Regions from separate parts of the Triticum aestivum genome. Here region 1 is linked to region 2. A link is a contact called in public Hi-C data. All regions are on one chromosome and are shown on one strand. Each heading gives the region's core, a stretch centred on a gene start, on an enhancer-like site or on the middle of the called end of the contact. The rest is flanking DNA. Distances are from core to core; before and after follow the strand shown.

Region 1 (2,700 bases), core at 172-2,671, 450 kb after region 2:
GGTGAGGAGAGGACTAGAGCATCTCTTTTGCTGGAGCTGCGCCCCTGTCTTTGTCATGTTCCCTAGACCGGCGAACACATCGTCCTGTGCCTATACTACATGGCAGGTTGCCGGTGGATCGCATTTGCGTTAACCTGCTGTCGACCAAGACCGACCTGACCGCGTGCGTGGTTTCTTTAGGGAGATTCTCCATTCGCTTTAGATTTGGACCAGATCAAAGACTTGGGACCTAAGGTAAGTAGCTTAGTCATGCAGGCTACAAAAGGCAGGGTAACAAAAATAACACTTAGCTATCTATTTATCTTTTTTCTTCATATTTATTGTATCTGTTTAGGAGCATGCGTTGAGTTAGACTCTTGCATGAGTTATTTTTTCACATCTTTCTTCTTCACATAAGTAAACTTGTCATGTAGAGCTATAAACCTACTATTGTAGTACTTGGTCTTAGCAATACAGAAGCATTAGCGGGGTGAAACAGCTTTGTGCGAGTAAAGGTGTCTCGTAGGACCATAACACGTGTGCTCTTTCGGTTTCACAATCGTGCTAGATGCGGATCGAGATCCTTGGTACGGACCCTTTCCCTTGATTCGAGACAGTGCATGCTTTGTCGGTCGGCGATCCATGCTCAAGTGATGGGTCCAACTTTATTCCGTGCGCTGGGGTTAAAGTGGAACCTGTAGAGAGAAAAACTGAATTAAATCCCGCGAGTCGGGTTTGGCTCGATGACTCTAGAAATCCAAGCACAACCACGCGCAACAGGAGATGAGAGCGCACACTCGCTCGTGTATGTACGCGCTCTCTAGCTAGCTAGAAAAGATGGAGGTGAATGAAGCCGAGCAAAGCGGTGTAAATGTTTGCACGTACGTAGACACTGTAGGTAGTAGGGCAGGCGCCCCGCGCCCCGGCACCAAACGCGTATTCTGACTGGGAATCGTGGTAGTAGTAGGAGTACTAGTCGTGTAGCCTAGCTACTAGCTAGCCGGTTGGCATCCAGCTGGGCGTGGCCGTGAGACAGGCAAGCCGTCCTCTCCTCGCTCCACCAAACAAGGAGATACCGCCGCGCGCTTTCGGCAAGGGTCAATGTTAGTGCCGGTTGCTGACTGCCGGCCCAACTGGAAACAGCGGCACTGCACGGCCCCAAATGTATTTGCACGCTCAAACGCATGGGTTTCAGAGGGAGGCAAGGAATAGCAAAATGCACGAAAAGTAGTATAGTAGCTAGGTAGAAAGCGAGTGGGAAAAAAGAAGGAAGCTTGTATGAAACTGGAGCTGAGGATACCATAACGAATGGAACAATGTCGTACGCAGCCTGCCTAAGCTAGTACAGAGCCAACTACTCGAAGTTAAGGCCAGACACGTCGTCCTTCCACAGCACAGCACCGCCCGTCCCTCCCCGGAGACAATCTCCCCCGATCCCAACCTCCTCCTCCTCCCCCTCCTCTCTCCAATCTCATGTGCGCCAACCAGGGTCAGCATCCAGCTCACTCCCAGCCTCCAGCTCGGCTCACGGCCTATATATTCACTCACCCGCACCTACTCCTCCACTAACCCTCTTCTGCTCTGCTCTGCTCCTCACATCTCCAGCTCACACAACTCCGGAGAGCCCACACAGCACAGAGTCAGTGAGAGTTGCTAGTCGCTGCAATGGCGAGGTGCGCCTTCTTGTCCCGGCCGAGGCTGGTGCTGCTTCTGGTGCTTCTCGGTGATGTGGTTGCGACGTCGATGGCCAGGCCGCTGCTGGGCGCTACCGCGGACGCGCCGACGCCCTTGCCGGCGGAGGGGCCGGACGGCGTGGCGCGGCCTGCCGGCGGGAGGCACGACCGGTCCATCGCCGGCGCCGAGGTGATCCTCGCCGGGTTCGCCGCGGCCGTCATGGCCGTCATCTTCCTATACATCCGGGTCACCAGGAAGAGCAACGACAGGGCAGCAGCCGGAATGGCGGGCAAGGCTTAGTAGAAGAGCTCAGACGGTACTGTCTCTTTCTGTTTTGGGTTCTTGGGGTTCAGAGAGACTTGTAAAGAAGATGAGATGAGATGATCGGTAGAGTTTAGTTTACTGGTTTAGAGTGAACGCTCCATGCGTGTGTGTGCGTGTCACCGTGGTAACTAAACTGGAAATCTGTAGTTTGTCATGTACATGTATGCGTGGAGAGCTTGGGATTTGAGAATGAGATTTAGGAAAAACAGCGAAACATCGGCTGAGCTAGCACGGTTCTTGAAATCTTTAATCGTGTATCCGTGCTCTGTTTTGATCTTGTGTCAGAATCTTAAGCCTGCAAGAAGAACAGCCAATGCTTGTCCTTACAGTAATTCTTCCAATGTTTGTCTGACAGTTGAGCAAAAGTGAAACATCGTCTGCTACACACACGACAGATTCTGGACGAGACGATGCAGCACATCAAACCGTCCATGCGTTGAGCAAAATACTCCATCGTGCGGAGTTCGGCCGGCTACTGTCGTCCACAGAGCAGTTTCGGTTAATCTTTGAATCTAACAGCTCCTCGCCATTACTTTATGTTTGTTTAGAGCAACTATATACATCAGCTCGATCACCGTAATAACCTCGTCAGGTTTTAGTCCAAAATGACACCCTAGCAGAGTGGTCATTCCAACCTCGATCCCGTAATTTTGGGAGCGCCTTCAAATCGAGCACGCGGGCCTCCATATTTGGAGGTTGGGTGAGGCATGTGGTGTACTTTCC
Region 2 (2,700 bases), core at 93-2,592:
GCCATCACCGGCAATGCCCTGCAGTCTGGATTCCCAAACAGTGAGGACTCAATGCCTGGATGGATGAGCTGTTTGTACTTCCGATCACAGAATTGCGAGAATTCGCAGTCTGGGCTTGAACTCATGAGCTCCATGGGGTCTGCATCAGAGTGCTCGATGAATTGCTGCAACGATTCATTCCTGCGAACTGCAAGCTCGATTCCTTCCAGGGCTGCGGCATCGCTTGTGCCACCGAACTGGTACGAGTCAAAGCCGTCGAACATGGATAGGCAGACACGGGAGAGGAGAGCGTAGCGGCAGTGGCCATGCTTGGAGTAGGCAATACCGGGGTAGGCAGCTGCCGCAGCGTCGGCCAGGTCCCATCCAGCGCACCGGAGGAGCTCGGCGAGGGCACGGGTGAAGCGGTGGGCGACGCGGAGAGCGTCGCGCAGGACGGAATCGAAGACGCTCGCGGACAGCATGGCGCCCAAGGCGTCGCCGCCGCCCGCACCCGGCTGTGGCGCGAGGGCACGGTCGAGGCGCCCGGCAAGGCGCGCGTTGCCGTCCGCCAGCGCCGCGAGCTCCCAGCGAAGAGAGGCCGCCGCGGCGTCCTTGGCATCGAGCGCGGCCTGGAGGCGGTTCACCACGGCGTCGAACGACCGCAGCAGCGCCTGGTTCTCCCGCACCTGGTCCTCGAGGTGGGCCGTGAGGGAGCCGTCTTCCGCCGCGTCCGACGCGAGCCGCTTTAGCTCCGACAGCCGCCGGAGGTGCGAGACCGCGAGGGCGTCCGCGGCGGCGGCCGCCTCCGGCAGGAACGGCGAGTGCGCCGCCTGCAGGTGCAGGTACGCCGCCTGGAACGACGACGTCGTCGCGAGTGCCGCGGCCACGGCGGCCTCCTCTCCGGACGCCGACCCGGTCCCCCCATCCCCGCCGACGGGGCTACTAGGGTTCTGCGGGTCGGGCTTCAGTACGAGCACCCGCTGGCCAGCGAGCACCCCGCCCTCCCCCGCCGCGGCATCCTCGTCCTCCTCCTCCTCGGCGAAGAACTCGATGGTCTTGGTCTTGAACGCGAGCGCGAACTTCTGGAGCATGGCTGCGCGATTCGCGGGCGCGCCGACCCCCGGACGTCTCCGCCGCCGGCGAGGGCGGGGGGTTCACCAGTGCGAATTGCGGATTTGCGGGGCGGGGCAGAGGACGCGGAGCGCGGTGAGAAGAGGAGAGGGGGCGGTGATGGGGGCGGTGGAGTGGAATGGAGCGGAGGTGGGGAGGAGGTGGGGGATCTGGGAGAGGAAAAGCGGCAAGCTTGTCTCCGTCGAGAGGAAAGACTTGGAATTTCTTGGCTCGGCTCAAGGAGGGTGGGTGTTTGTTACAGAAGATGCTTCTACGCTCGTGATTTTGTACTACTTGTCTTCAAAAAACCACGAGAAGAATAGTTATAGTTTGCTCCGGTACCTTGATGATTTTCTGTAAAAACTCGTTGACTGCCATGTTCTTGACATTTCCTAGGGCTCTGTAGAAAATAAACTGTTTCATGTGACATTTGTCTTTTAACATGTTTTTTGGGCAGTGCTTAAACATATTTTCTCGAAATAGGGCCCAGAAACATGTTTAAAGTCTTCTAGTTGTGGAATTGCATTCTTGCGGATCATCAATAGCTATTGGAAGTTGTTCTTGGGCCTGAATGGGCCCAATAGGGGGGAATAGCTTATTCAGTCCAACATCTGCTATTGGCGCTAATGACCCATTAGCAAAGGCAGACGTTTCTGCATTATTATTAGGAGGCCCGGTTGAATCGGTGATATTGCTATCAACATCTACCTGTTACAAATTGTCCTCAACCACTTGTACCGCATCTTCTCGAAGCCATCAGATCATTAAGAGCCAAAATTTTCCCATTATGCAATTCCTGATCAATTGGTTGGTTGTTCTGAGGCATATCCTAGTGACCGCATCCATGAAGGTCAACTCCATCTTCCTCATTCACAACTTCCATGTCAACATTCCTATTAGGTGCTAGTGCAAGTTGTAGGTCCAGATGAGGTTCAGGGCTTTGAGCAACTTGTTGATCTTCATGTTCATGATGTTGTAAGGGCCCCAAGAAATGATTATGCTGATTTTGGTGGAAGTAGCTTGATGGAGAATGGGATGAGGGTTCGCATGGGCAGGGATTGGATCTTGATCGGGTGCCTCAACCCCTAACATTTCTTCCTGTTGTATTACTACAAGAACAGTCTAAGATTTAGTCTGAGAATCACCACCTTCCCCAAATACAATACTAGCAAGAATATCCCTGAGTTCCTCTACTTTGACTTTGACCATGACAATGCTCTGGCACTTCTAACTTTGTCCCACATAACAAATTTGCCAAATTTGTTAACTGCATTGTTGATCTCATGAATGCTACGTCTATCAAATGGGAATCCACAGAGAAGGATTAACATGTCTCAAATGTATCTATAATTTTTTATTGTTCCATGCTATTATCATACCACATTTACATACTTTGGCAAAAAAAATTATTTTTATTTGGACTAACCTATTAATCCAATGCCAAAGGCAAGTTCCTGTTTTCTATTACTTTTTCGGTTTTTAGGTCAAAAATTCATGGAGCCGAAAAGCCATGAAATTTTTGTGAAATCTTTATGGAAAATATTAGATTTTGGGTGAAGGAATCATCGTAAGGTAGTGCATGGAGGCGGCACAAGGCCTCGGGGCGTGGCC

Evidence for each region. A called contact is a pair of places that touch in the nucleus more often than the background predicts.
Region 1: a Hi-C map of leaf shows a contact between it and region 2, with 4 times the contacts expected there. The contact joins the promoter of LOC123167842 here to the promoter of LOC123181179 in region 2. A contact is called at or near these places in 2 of 5 Hi-C or Micro-C datasets (both in leaf).

What each region holds. Positions count from the first base shown.
Region 1 is chr1D:236,413,406-236,416,105 of IWGSC CS RefSeq v2.1, forward strand. LOC123167842 reads left to right here and starts at 1,422. Exons shown (of 1, transcript XM_044585704.1): 1 at 1,422-2,700. The coding sequence starts at 1,645. The coding sequence ends at 1,953.
Region 2 is chr1D:235,960,956-235,963,655 of IWGSC CS RefSeq v2.1, forward strand. It overlaps LOC123181179 (protein GRAVITROPIC IN THE LIGHT 1), which reads right to left and starts at 1,343. Exons shown (of 1, transcript XM_044593429.1): 1 at 1-1,343. The coding sequence starts at 1,070.